Linked DNA regions of Zea mays: region 1 is linked to region 2. A link is a contact called in public Hi-C data. All regions are on one chromosome and are shown on one strand. Each heading gives the region's core, a stretch centred on a gene start, on an enhancer-like site or on the middle of the called end of the contact. The rest is flanking DNA. Distances are from core to core; before and after follow the strand shown. Region 1 holds the start of LOC100283382 (peroxidase 39). Region 2 holds the start of LOC100273206.

Region 1 (7,258 bases), core at 2,049-4,548, 660 kb before region 2:
AAACGCGCACCTTACATGTTACATGGTTACAGCTGAACCAGAGAATAAAACAGAAACACCTCATCATCCATGAATAAACAAGAGGAAAGGAACCAAAAGAATACAAGAAACAGAATGAACTGAACGTACAAATTAAACAACAGATAATCCATGCACCGATGTACTACGTCCACCAAGGTGACGACAACGCCTGCAGATGCAGAGCATGTTGTGTGTCTCACAAGGATTTTTTGCGAGCAATGGAGCCATCTCCCGCATGAATTCCGCCGCCTAGTGCTTGTTGACGAGGGCGCAGTGCTTCCTGATCTCGCCCTCGGAGCCGGTCTTGACCTCGATGGCGCCCATCTTGACCATGGAGCCCGCGAAGACCTGGAAGAACACCTCGGGCGGCGCGTTGATCACGCTGAGGATGTCGGCCTTGGAGGCGGCGTCGGTGATGAGCGCGGCGTCGGACTGGAACAGGCCCCGCCGCTTGAGCACGCCGCGGTAGTAGCTCAGGTCGAAGGTGCGGAAGCTGCCGGGGTCCATCTCCACGATCGTCGTGTTGTCCGTCAGCGTCTTGCACTTGAGCCGCAACTTCGCGGCGTACAGCGGGTCCAGCGACGGGTCCGCGTCGTCGGGCCCGCCGCGCCCCGTGAAGTTGTACAGGCGCTCGCTGAAGGAGTTGCATTGGGAGATGCCGATCGTGTGAGCCCCTGCACGTACACACGCGAGAAGTGATTAGGAATGCCTGTGAACTGTTCAGTGTGTGTGTGTGTGTGGTTTTTTTGGAGCTATTCAGGTACGTATTTTAAGGCACCATCAACGGATCGAGGGCATGTTCTACGAAAAGGACTACTATTTCAGAAGTATCGCTCTGGACTTCTGGAGTCTGCATGCACAATAAAGGCTCGTCTTCTATGATAGATTGGAATATAGACCGAGGCAGCAGTTGGCAGCAGCGAGCATGTCTGCATCAGAAGAGGTTGCCGTTTAATGTCACGCACGCACATACGAGAAATGGAAGCCCATCGGTGGCCCAAACAAGTCTCGTCCTCAAATGATGAAGAGTATACGCATTATTATTATTCAGATTCCAAGTTCTCCTCCACGTGTCATCACTCATCAGTCTCTTCTTTTACTTTCAGCAAGACGGCCTGCTCTGAAGGATGATGAAAGTTAAGCCTGCCTGGGACGTAATAAGGTCAGATACACTCTCTGTCCGTTATCCTCAAAAGTGGTTCCTTACACAAATTTATCTTATCTCTGCCGTACTGAATCATTTCCTGGGTACCAAACTCCGGCTGCATCCATTAGATGCTAACTACTAACATGCTGTGTCTCTCCTCAAGGACGATGTGCAGCTGTCGGCTAGCTACTCTACTCGGCTCAGCGCCTGTGCCTGACACTACTGCACTAACCCGAAGACTGAAAGATGAGGAGACAACAGACTTGCAGTTGCCCAATTTAATCGCCTCCATTTCTGTTGGCTACGGATTCACTCTAGTTATTAGTCTATCTAGAAAGACAGAACTATGCTTCCTAACGCTGATTCGTGCATGCACGCACCGTCAATAAATACTGTTAGGTGCTCAACTTTTGCCTTTTAGATGTCGACTTGACCCACAGTACGAACTTTGTCTTTTATATGGTAGATAGCTCTGACGGACAAATGGATGCCATTATTCAGTAACGCGTGCTATTCCCTTTGTTCTAAATCAAAAAAGTTTTTTTCCTGACTTTTTAAAACTTATAGCTTTTGCTACATGCTAGTACGTCGCTAAATACATATTATGTCTAGATATATAGTAAAAAATTAGAAATTTAGAAATCTTAAACTATCTTATAATTAAAAAAATAAAACCTATAAAGTTAGAATATAACTTATACTTTATAATTTTAGAATATAGCTTATAATTTGGAACGGAGAAGACAGCAGTACTTCTACCTAGCAGGGCCGCTCTGTGCATGTTCAGGTTGTCTGTCCAATCCGGCTATGACAGCGAACTAACTGCTACTAAAACGTTCTAGGCTCCTGCTGTTTGTCCAGTTATTTTCTCAAATCATAAAACAGTTTGTCACGACTCACGAGGCTACCAGTCCTCTAGCACAATCATAGCAGTGGTACTGCTTATGCCAGCCTGACCAAACAAATGATTGACCCAGCGAAAGCGAAAGTAGCAGCACTGGGTGTCGGTGCCGTTGGAATGTTTAATAAACTCGCAAGCGTGGCTTGTAATCATAGGACTAGTCAGACCTGTCACTGCCTAATATCTGTCTAGTTCTTCCTTGGCATGTAAATTAAGCTGATTGATTGACAGGTGAAAAGATAATCTTCTTCTTCTTCTGCTCAGAACGGTGTGGCGTCAACGGATCATGGAGGGGGTCAGGTGTTTGGTTTGGGGAAGTACGTACCTGAGAGCCAGACGAGGTCGGCGAGGTTGAGGCTCTTGTTCTGGAAGGACTGGAGGAGTTGGGTGAAGTTCATGGTGGGCGCGGGGATCTGGTCCAGCGCCTCCTGCTTGATGGACACGGTGCCGTCGCGCCTCCCCGTCGGCACGCTCCAGAACGGACCGCCCTGCATGCATGCGCGTTCGACCGGTTTATATATAGGTTTTGCCGGCTTAGGAAGCGCAGATGCATGGGGTGGGGGGGGGACTCGATCAGGAGCACTGACGATGACGCCGACGGAGTCGCGGGCGGCGAGCGCGACGATGTCGGCGCAGGACACCACGCCGGGGCACTCCTTCTCGAGCAGCGCCTTGATGCGGTCGATGAAGCCGAAGCCGCGCAGCGTCAGGTTGGGCGCCGCGTCCTTCTCCGCCTCGCTGCCGCCCGTCGCGTTGAGCAGCACTGACGCGTCGCAGCCCTGCGTGCAACGGCGGGAGCGCATGGCGCGGTCAGTCATCGTCGGCATCGGCATATCGGGCATTCGTCGCCGCGCACGCAGCTAGCGGCTAGCGCCTTGTTTGCTAACTCCTATAGTACGTACCCTGACGAAGCAGTCGTGGAAGTGGGTGCGGAGCAGGGTGGAGGCGACGTCGGGCGCGTGGGGGATGTGCGCCTTCACGTAGTCCTTGACGATCTTCTCCGCCTGTGGGCAGGAGTAGTCGTAGAACCCCTCCTTGAGCTGCGCCCGCGCGCCGCCGGCGAGGGCGGCGGCCACCAGCAGCGCCGCCAGCACCGTCCTTCTCACCATCGTCGCTCCGATGGACTGCTAGTGCTAGCTGCTGCTGGGTACGTACTACGCCTGCAATGCAAGCTGCTTCTCGGCCGTGTCAGCTAGCTGCGAGTCTCGTCCTGTCGGTCTCGAGCTCTTGCTGTGCCGAGCCGGGTGCTGGGCTATAAATACACAGTGCCTGCCAGCAAGGCACGGTGACGACGTCGACGTGTGCGCTGGCTACTGGCTAGTCCGGTAGTGGGGTTCGGTTGTCGCTAGCTAGCTACCCTGCTTTGCGCAGCGAGTTGGATATCCGAACGACGAGTCGGTAGGGAACTGAGGAGCGGACGACGCGGTCTCCGTCTCTCGGAACGGCCGACGAGTCGGTAGGGAAATGGGGTCTAATCTAACCACCCGCCGACCTGCGTATATGGTCGGTAGAGCGGCTAGCCCAGTTCGATCGTATCGTATGTATGTATGGTACGGTCGATGTACGTACGCAACTGGGCCGCCGGCCACGCACGCTTCTGCTACCTGCATGCAGCGCAAATGGAGCACGACGACGACGCGACGGGAGTAAAGGGCCGGCCTTGCCGGCGGCATGCATGTCAGCGGCAGCGCCAGGGGCGGTGTTCGCTCCATGTGTCATACGTCAAGCGTAGGTGGATGTACGCGTGGACTCTCGTCGACAGTACTGTACGCCAACTTGGTACTCCGGCCCTCGCCCGTCGTCAATCGTCTGGGAAAATAAAAAGAATCAGGCACCGCACGCCATTGGTACGACGTACTACTACTACTACACAACGCCATTTGTAGCTAGGCTTCTTCAGTTGAACGGAAATGGAGCGAAAAGCCGTCTCGGCTTTCCATGTCCATGCTCGCAACGGACCCACGGATTGAGATCGGACAGCAGAATCTCGCGGTGCGCCGGTAGGGTGTACTAGAACAGCGGAGAAGAGGGCATCATGAGGAGGTGGGTTTCTTCAGGCTTTCGAGCTCCTCTTTCCTTCCTATTCGCCCATGAGTCCAAGTAGGGCTGGAAAAAAAGCTCGAGGCTCGCGAGCCGGCTCGGGCTCGATCAGGCTCGGCTCGGCTCGGTGAGGCTCGCGAGCCTAAACGAGTCCGAGCCGAGCCTAATTCCGTGGCTCGCTACACTAACGAGCCGAGCCGAGCCGGCTCGGTGAGGCTCGCGAGCCGGCTCGAGGCTCGGTCCAAACTACTTCTTACTCGTATCTTCGTTGACCAATGTGTAAGTGTGCTGTTTTGGTCACAACTCACAAGGAACTAGAGTGTCGGGATATATTTTTTTTATTATATGGAACATATTATGCTTCAAATTTGAGTTAATGACTATATTTACTGTTGTTGAGTACTTGAGTGTACAGGCTCGCGAGCCGAGCCGAGCCGGCTCGCGAGCCTATATCGAGCCGAGCCGAGCCTCGTTACCGAGCTCGCTAAGTGACCGAGCCGAGCCTGGCTCGGCTCGCTATTCCACCGAGCCTCACCGAGCCGAGCCGAGCCTGGCTCGGCTCGGCTCGTTTCCAGCCCTAAGTCCAAGAAGTGTGCGAGAGGGAGGAAGCGAGGCACCCCCCCACTTCCACATGCGCACAAGGAACAAATTAGAGCCGGCCCTACCAGCCATTCATCACAGCCGTGGCGGCAAACCTGTGGCTGAGCAGTGCTGGAGGGTGGAGCTGGACACGTCTCTGCACGAACTTGTCCCCTGCATCTTCTGGGACCACCACCCGGAGTACTACTGCCGCATCACGCTGCTCACTCCGTTGTTCACTTTGTTTTGTTTTTCTGCTGCTGCTGCTGTCACCACCACCATGAGTCCATGAACTGCAGTTTAATTAGTTGCCAGCAACTGCAATTATATTGGTCTCTCTGCAGCAGCGAGCAGGACGAGTGAGTACAACACACTAGATGCATTGTGCCACATGGCCCGCGGCGGCTTCTCCCTGCGTACATGTATCAGTATCAGTAGGTACGTTGTTGGCCCACGCATGGCTACCTACCGCTTAAGAAACCATCCTGAAAGCAGAGGCTAGCTAGCAGCAAGCAGGAATCCCAGTGATGGCAAGCGACATACGCAACTCCAACGCTCCCTTCCCTTTATCTTTTCCTTCCCTTCCCTGTTGCAGACGCTGCGCTCGCGCGTGGACTCGTTCGTCGGTTCGTGGCCATACCGAACAATCTGAACCATACGGAGATGAGCAAGCATGATCTCCAAAACCGAAAGGGTGCAGGGGTGGTTAGGGCGCGTGTCGCTGCTCACCAAATACACATGTTTCTAGCTCTTGGGTCCTGGTCCTCGGCCCCCTTTCGAGTCTCGTCGGCTCACCGACAGCTTACCACTGATGGCTACGATCGAGTGGATCGCGCGCCTTGACAAGCCTGCTGGTTGTTGTCACCAGAACTGTTTCCATTCATATACGTATTAATTAGGGTTTTTTAAATTGGTGCTCTTAGTTTTGGTGGTGTGCTCACCTATATCCTTAGTCGTGTTTTTTGTTTAGACTGTGTCCTTCTGTACTATAAGGGTATGCAAGACGAAGTAGACTACCCGACCATCTCTCAGTTTGCTTTTCACCGTATCCCTAGACTCGGAATCACACTGACTTTTCGCAGTTTTCACGGGCTTTCCATTCCATCGGTGTGTGTCTGCTGCGAGATAGGATGAACTGTGAAGCTGAGGCAATCCTCGCAGCCTTTTAGTATTTGCTTTCCTCCCTGGTCCACAGCCACTGCTACTCTACTAGGCTAGTGCACAGCCTAAGCATGCATCATGCATGCATGGCTCTTTCAGCTTTAATTAGGGCTGGATATCGAGCTAGCTCGGCTCGGCTCGTTCGAGCTCGAGCTGGCTCGTTAAGCTAATGAGCTGGCTCCACTCGGCTCGTTAAGGTAGCGAGCCACAGAGTCAGCTCGGCTCGACTCGTTTACGAGCTCGAGCTGGCTCGTTTAGCTCGCGAGCCAGAGCAGAAAAAAATAATATGTGTATAATAATCAATTTCTAGTTAATTTCAAACTAATTTAAAACAGAAAATAGTAATTATACTTATAGTTTCACAGACCATATCAATATAACACCAAATTAACACAACTCATCACTCATCAATTCACTATTCACACACATATTCAGCAGTTTAACCCACACTTATATTCGTATAGACCAATTTCATACATAGACATAATTCATCAATCATTAGTTTAACTTATAGGTTATACACACCACACATACATATAACATATTCATCAATTGTTACGTAAATGATATGTATATAGTTTTGTTTTGCTGAAATGTGATAGCTCGTTTAGCTCACGAGCTGGCTCGTTAACAAACCGAGCTGGCTCGTTAACGAACCGAGCTAGGATGTCAGCTCAACTCGCGAAAAAATTCAAACGAGCCGATCCGAGCCGAGCCGAGCTGGCCACGAACCGAGCGAGCCGACGAGCCGCGAGCATTTTGTCCAGCCCTAGCTTTAATTTCCTCGAACCAAGATCTTTTGGAATAACGTGTGCCCGGAGGATCAGATGGTCTCGTTGATGGGGGGTTACAAGCAATTCCGATCGACCTAGGAAGTACTGTACTTTTGTTTTCCCCAAGATGAGCAGCGCAGAGCCTACAAACAAACAAGAAGCTGCAAGCTTATCCCGCGGTGGCGGTGCTTCTCAGCACGGGGTTAGCTTGATCATGTAGATCAGGACCGGTCTGCACATTCGTCCCGATTGCTCAGCATGCATCGAAAAAACTCGATTTGTCGTCCCACCCATACGTAGCGACACCGTAGCTCATGTGAGAAATGACCGCGACCAAGACAGACTCTTACACTTATGTTTTTGGCGTGAGATAAACAAGGAGATTTTTTAACCATAACTTGAAATTCGCTCCAACGAAGAGTCAAGCTCATGATATGAAGAGTGATATTAAGACCATCTAAACAACTCGGCTAGAGGTCCTTTCACTCAACATCTTGGCCGGCATGATGTGTGTGCATGCTCATCACTCATATTGGCTAGCTTTCTATTGCAACACTTTCTCTTTTTTTTTTCTCTAGGCAGTACGTGGCCGATCATACGTACAGCCTTGAGCCCATGACATACACCCTGTCAAGC
Region 2 (7,316 bases), core at 1,706-4,205:
CGTAATCACGCTGGTGAATCTTTGACAAGACCTCAGTCTTGTTGCCATTGTACACCTGTAGCGCTGGGCCGGGTAGGTATGCGCATTAAATGCAGCTATCCCCCATTGGTCTTCGGGCACGCCTTGTCCTTATCGCCTGACATGGGTTCGGGCGAGGCAGACATGGCGGCCCTATGGCGAGGGAGCCTCGGGCGAGGCAGAGATGCTCCTGAGCATGTGACCTATTCGGAACCGAGCTCGGGTGAGTCGAAGATTTCGGAAGACCCTCGTGGGGGGGGGGGGGGGGGGTCGGTCGGGACGGAGTTTTGGGGAAGGCCCTCAATGGAGTTCTCGGGAGATGTACGTGGGTAGAGTTCTTTAAGCGTGTTTTAAGGGCGTAATCCTGGTGTCAATAATTATTGTCCCCAACAACATGTGTATGAGTCATCTCACCTAATGGCATTAAGCCATGAGGTCTCCTCTTATTAGTATAACTATTTATCTTAAATATGATCATGCACTCTATTACATTTTTATTGGTGAAATAAAATATTCTAACTTATACCTTTATTTTATGTCTTTCCACAAGTCTTGACCTCCTAGATCCAACAACTTTAGACTCCTCTTTTTGCCATGCATAATGCATTATACTATAAGTCTTTGTTTCTATAGCATCGATGACCTTTTCGGATCCAACAACATGCGAGACACTTTTCTTTCATAACTTTGCCAATCTGCATCCTTGTGGACAGTTGCTCATCTTTTTGGACTTTTACTTGTCTCTTGCATACCACTGAGAAAATAGGTTAGTCAACCTAGCTGCTAGAATTACCAAAACCACACATACCTTTTAGCTGTAAAATTCTTAGAGCATCTCCAAGAGACTTTTTATTTTTGACTATATATTTGACTCTATATTTGTCTTTCTATAAAGATTAAACTCTATATATAACATTTCATTCCAATAGACTCTCCAACATGCAAGCGAGAGTTGCTAGCCAAATTTGGCTAGTGAGAGAGTTAATTTAGAAAGTCGAATAATTTGGCAAGTTAAATGGCTAGTCTGTTAGAGAGCTATTTTGCAATTAAATAGCTAAAATTTAGCTTGACAAGCTATTTAACTAGCCTCTTGGAGATGCTCTTATAAGTTGAAAAGCTAAAATAATTCATAATCCAAAATGGAGAGAGTAGTATTTTTGAGGCAATGGGTGCACTAGTTTTGGGCGCAGCCCGGGCCAGGCTTTGCGTATTTTAGCGCTATTCTGGGCCTCTCGATGTGATCCCGGGCTGCTTACAGCTGTGAAGCAAAAAAGTAAGGAAAGCGCATCAGTGCCCTGTTGGGCTTTCCGTGGCACGTTATTCAGAGACTGACGACTCGCATTACTTCTGCTGCAGTCCTGATGCAGATTTCGAGCAACCAGCGCGACTGGCGTGATGCCGCCGCCGATGGGCGGTCTGCGCCGACAGCAGCTCGGGCCAGGACGCAACTGCGAATGGAGGCGGGCCCGTGATCATGAAGAAGGCGGCGAGGCCGAAGAAAGCCTCCCGGGCGCCGTCGCCCGCCGGCTTGTACACGGCGTCGTTCCCCAAGACGTGAGGGTGCGGCGGCCACTCCGTCGAGCTGCACGTTCCACTCCGCCCTGCAAACCGCCTGATACGATATGGCACAGGTTCACAGCAGCAGCTGCAGGACGCCTCCCTCCCTGGCTCCGCCAAAGCCGTGTGTTTTGTACACGCACGAATGCATGGCACGGCTTTCTTTCTTGTAACGGGCTTCTCTGTTCGATTCGGGGCTCGCTATTACTACGGAGCCTGCTTCGGTTTCATCAGGAAAAGAAAAGAAAAAATGACTGGAGTCGGATGAAGAGCGACTTCTGAGTTTGTATTCGAGTTTGGGCAATTTTTTTGTTCGCTGAATGGTTGTGGTTTCTGCTAATCAACTGATCGAGCTGTCGGCACGCCAACAACCACCGAGGGCAAGAAGACGTCAACTCAAGCCAGCCACCCCGTCGGTTCCGTTCGGACTGAACGACCAACACATACGACTGGTGGTGTGTGACTGAGCTTTGCGAGAGCAGCACGTCGGACAAATCACTCGTCTGAGTCGCCTCTTCGTCCGTCCGTTCAGAGATTTTGGCCTGCACTGCACAAAGAAGTAACCATTCTGATGCCGCCCGAGAGACTCTTCTCTTTCTTTCCTTCCACGGTCTCGGTCACATGTGGCGGGGCAGAGTGGCAAGAAAGGTCCTCTCCGTCTCCGGCGCCTCCACCACACCGGTGGCCCAATCTTGTCTCGTGGCTCCGCGTGCAGGCCCCAGGTGGAGGTGGAGCTCCTCCGTTTTCCTGGCGGCCAGGTCAAGTCACGAATAACTTCTCCAACACGGTCGCAGAACCAGGATCCGCTGTCACTCAAGACCCATCCCATACAAAAGTTTATATATAGAATAACTGATATACTGTATCGCGGGTCGCTACCGTCTTCAATTGTGCTATGTCCTGATGATGATCTGTCGATGGATGGGACGAGCTCAATTCCTTGTTTTCCTCTGCGTTGCTTGGTTGGTTTCCCGGGGCCGTGGATGCATCCGATTGGAACGCGAGCATGGAGCTTTCCAGGCACTGCCATGTGTGTGTGCGCAGCGTCCTGTAGGCACGGATCATACGCTCCTCTGAACCCGAAAGCGACGGTGGCAACGTCGAGTCGATCGACGCGCATCCGCACAGCGGTGCGTCCAGATCCAGACGCGTGCGTATGTTGCGATGCCTCCGGTGAGTCACGTGGAGACAGAGGCGGTGCGTCAGTGCGTGTTACCAGACCAGGTGCTCACCATGGGCGTGTTGCTATTGCTATTGGTAATACCTTGCATGCTTGAAGCAACGAACCTGACACCGTGTAAAGGCCCGCGGCGTCGACGCGTCACGACCTACAAATACCCAGTCGTCCCTCCCCTGCACTCCAGACTCCAGAGTCCAACCGCACACGGCACAGACCCGTTTCGCCTCTTCGACCGCGACTCCCTCCGACCGAGCTGCAGTGCGCGTGCTGCCTGCCTTCCACTGTTCCTGCTTCCAGACATGGCGGCGAGGCCGGTCGCTCTGGCTCTGCCGCTGCTGGCCCTCGTCTGCGCCCTGGCAGCGTCGGCCGACGCGACGCAGTTCAGGGTGGGCGGGCAGAGTGGGTGGAGCGTGCCGGGCGCCGGCTCCGAGCCCTACAACACCTGGGCGGGGCGACTCCGGTTCCAGATCGGCGACCAGCTGCGTAAGTAGGAGTAGTCGCCACCGCGCGCCGCGTCACCTGCTGCTGCTCATCTTGGTCGTCGTCGCTGGTGCATGGTGATGACGAGTTCTTTGCGTGAGCGTGTGCAGTGTTCGTGTACCCCAAGGAGACGGACTCCGTGCTCCTGGTGGACGCCGCCGCCTACAACGCCTGCAACACCTCGTCCTACGTCTCCAGGTTCGACGACGGCAGCACGGTGTTCACGTTCGACCGCTCGGGGGCCTTCTTCTTCGTCAGCGGCAACGAGGCCAGCTGCCGTGCCAACGAGAAGCTCATCGTCGTCGTCCTCGCCGACCGCTCCGGCAGCCGCACCCCGACGCCATCATCCGCGCCGCTGCCGAGCCCGCCCTCGCCTCCTGCTGCTGCCCCCGCACCTGCGACGAGCCCATCCTCGTCGCCACCCTCGTCCGCTGCTCCCGCAGCCACCCCCACCTCGCCGACGTCCCCAGCTTTAGCTCCGGCGCCTGCCCCCACGACAACCCCTAGCTCGCCACCGGCGCCCGTTCCCACGACAACTCCTAGCTCGCCACCGGCGCCGACTCCGACAACACCAGCAGGAGGAGGCTCCCCACCGCCAACCGCTTCCGCCAGCGCGCCGGCCGCTGAGGGCGGCAGCTCCACAACGCCGCCACAGCCTTCCACGGCTGCCCCCGTTGTCGCGGGCTTCGTCGGCTCGCTCGGCGCCTTCATCGGTTTCGCCATGCTTGCCGCATGAGACCCACGTGTCGTGCTCTTTTCTTTTGCCAGTGAAGAGGGATCATTTGTACAATTGTACTAGCATTCGCATTTGTTCAAATATTTGTGGAATATAATAAACAAATACATGCACGATTGCTTTTGGTTGTATATCGCTTCTCCCTTGCCGCAATCTTTATTGAGATGCTCAATACAGGCAAACGGCCACATCTTCAGAAACTAGAAAGTAATCCTCGACGACGCAATTACCACACGATCATCACCCGATGCTAAAATTTAACACTCAGAACGAATGTTCTGGGGTCAGCAAGATATAAGCAAAACAGCGCAATTAAGCTAACGGGAACCCACGTTTATAAGTGAAAATGCATATCTAGAAGATAAATATGACAACTCAATTCCTCAACCACGGTAAATGGTCATCAACATATAGCAAAATCAAAGCTCCTCTTGACAAGCATAGAAACAGCAACACTATCCAGAGAGGACTAGCTGCTTGATGGCCACCTCCAAGAGATGTCAAATACGCCTACAGCCTCCTTCCCCTTCCTACCACCCTTTCTGCGGATGCTGTCAGTGGGAACAGGGGTAACGTTCTCTGCACATAATGCAAATGCTGCATTAGTCTAGAGAAACACAAGCATTATGTTATTTGTTATTTGTTGTGACAATTGATGCAACCTCAGTGAAGATAACCAGTACAGTTGGTCCATGGAAGATTCAGAATTCTTACCAATGCGTCCAATTTTCATCCCAGAACGAGCAAGAGCCCTGAGAGCAGACTGAGCACCAGGTCCAGGGGTCTTGATCTTGTTGCCTCCAATGGCACGAAGCTTAATGTTCAGTGCAGTAATACCAAGCTCCTGAAGACAAAAGATCAGCTCACAAATTACTCATCTGGATACAGCAACTCTAAAGAATCCCTACATAATCTGATGCTTCTATTTAATTAAACAAACATCTTTGGAATACACAGGCGAACCAATGAACGATTGCAGTAGAACCTTCGTAATGAAATTCTTGGCTTCATTACACATACCTTGCAACGCTGTGCAGCATCTTGAGCAGCAAGCATAGCAGCATAAGGTAACGACTCATCACGATCAGCCTTGACCTTCATCGCACCTACATGATTTATATTTAGCACATCACAGTTAAAACCAAATGCAACTGCCATATAGGTCAAGCATGGACCAAGGGTTTACGATAGTACCAGTGATCCGAACCAGTGTTTCCCTCCTAGACAAATCAGTGATATGTTGCATATTACAACATCATACAGTTAACTAGGGAAAGGAATAAAAAGGTCTATCCATAGTTGGAGCATACACTACTTACAATGAAAGTGTCATTGAAGGATGCAAAGATGTGAGCAACACCAAAGACATACTCTCCTTCACGGACAGTGGGGCCAAGGGTCACATTCTCCTCCTTAGGCTCCCTGGTCTTCCTCCTCGACTACAAACATATACAACTATAAGATGACATTGACCTCAATTTCGTGTTAACATCCTCCAGAAACTATTGCATAGTACACGGGTTAACTTGATTTGATATAGTCATGCTGTGACTGTAAGAGCCTAAAAGGAACAAAAATATACTAATTGAGCGCAATACAGTAAGCTAAACGCCAGTCATTTCAAGCCAACCAACAGTGGTCCACAGTAGATTTACAGTAAGATAAAGCTACTAATAAAAACGGTATTGAGCAGAGAAACTGATAGAAGCCATTGAACAGGAAATCAGTCTCAGTCTAATAATCACCATTTCAAGAACTAAATAATACTTGCATCACGATGTATATTGTCAACAATTATCCTTGCAAAACATACACTTTCCAGAATCGTAAGCAACTCAGCCCAAGCAAACCCCTACATAATCAGTATTCTCACTCTCAGCTTGTAATAATAGGTTCTAATCATGATGCTTCAACGGTTTTAACAGCACATCTCAAATATAGCATTTGGCATATGAAACACGGTCACTTAGAACACTCATAAATCATGATCAGATTAGTAAAACCGAGCATCACTGTACGAACTAATTTAGCGAAGGGCAGATCTCAAAATGTAATTTACCAGCCCAAAACAACATTTTCCACCACGGTAATCAGCCGAAACAACAATAACCCTAAATAACAGCCAAATCCACGCTCTCAGGAATCCATATCTAAACAAAACAATCAAATCCACCGCTACTGTGCTGGAAACTAGATCCGCGTGTGAGCCTTAACCAGATGAGAAGAGAATCGCTTACCATGGTTGCGTAGAGTGACAGGTGACCGGAGACTTCGGGATGGGATTACACGAGCACGCCGCCGCTGCCTACACCGCTGCCGAAACTTCAGAAGTGGAAGGATAAGTGGTGCGCGTTTATATACGAAGCTGCAGTCCATTAGGGTTTAGACCCACCATCTCTCGAGCTTTTTGAACCGAGGTATCACCAAGACTGGACTTCTGAAAAAAAGGTATCCCGAACAACGCAATTTGATTTTTAGTATTATAATCCGTTAAACTTCGGATTTTTGCTATCTGAGTCAGATTTAGCCGATGTCAACTCGTTGTTACGGCAGTCCGTTTCTTAGAACGGATCCACGGCCGAGCGCTCTCTCTCCACGGCCTCGTCGTCTGCGCTCTCCCTTCCGGTGCTCGTCTACGCTCTCCCTCTCTGCGCTCTCCCTCCGGGCGCTCCTCCGACGGCGCTCCTCGGCGCGCCTCTCACTGGTGCTCGGCGGCGCTCCCTCAGGTACGTGGTCCTCGGCCCTCCCCTCCTCTCCTCGGACCTTCGACGTCAGCCAGCCAGCCTCGGAGAAACGGACTGCCATCGCTCGGCCGTGGAGACCGCTCGGCCATGGATCCGTTCTAAGAAACGCTTGGCCGTGGATCCACTATGGCACTCTCCACGATGGCAGTCCGTTTCTTAGAACGGATCCACTGTTGTTTCTGTACCACAATGCACCTTCATTGATTTCATTTCGCGATTCAGTTACAAGCTTTAAGGCTACGTCAGCCAGTTGCCCACTTGTATCAATTCAGGAGGTCCTATCACTCTCAGGCAGGTACTGCAATGGAGAATCCCGACAGCAATGGAGATGTTGAGCACAATGCAACAGATGCAAATTGGTTTGTCACCATTGAAGATGTTGAGCACTTGTTGATTGAGGCACCAGCCGCGCCTGAGGATATCAGTGCGCCCCCTCCCATTAATGTTGTAGAGCAAGGTCATTCAGTAGCGGATTCGTCAACTCAAGAAAATGATTTTGAGGGAATTTTACCGGATTTGCGATGGCAAGAAGAGGGACCTCAGCATGTACCCAATGAGAGTGTTATGTACCACAAACTTGGATTAGCTGCCGAGGATGAAC

Evidence for each region. Hi-C and Micro-C count contacts between places; a contact is called where the count stands out from the background.
Region 1: a contact with region 2 is called in a Hi-C map of ear, with 2.9 times the contacts expected there. The contact joins the promoter of LOC100283382 here to the promoter of LOC100273206 in region 2. A contact is called at or near these places in 5 of 25 Hi-C or Micro-C datasets (bundle sheath, ear, leaf and 1 more).

Annotation. Positions count from the first base shown.
Region 1 is chr5:49,265,803-49,273,060 of Zm-B73-REFERENCE-NAM-5.0, reverse strand. It overlaps LOC100283382 (peroxidase 39), which reads right to left and starts at 3,298. Exons shown (of 4, transcript NM_001156283.2): 1 at 2,972-3,298; 2 at 2,657-2,848; 3 at 2,395-2,557; 4 at 1-695. The coding sequence starts at 3,178. The coding sequence ends at 271.
Region 2 is chr5:48,602,951-48,610,266 of Zm-B73-REFERENCE-NAM-5.0, reverse strand. It overlaps LOC100273206, which reads left to right and starts at 2,955. Exons shown (of 2, transcript NM_001147649.1): 1 at 2,955-3,238; 2 at 3,346-4,101. The coding sequence starts at 3,055. The coding sequence ends at 3,971. LOC100286083 (40S ribosomal protein S14) reads right to left here and starts at 6,301. Exons shown (of 5, transcript NM_001414390.1): 1 at 6,209-6,301; 2 at 5,291-5,410; 3 at 4,992-5,077; 4 at 4,686-4,815; 5 at 4,022-4,550. The coding sequence starts at 5,072. The coding sequence ends at 4,441.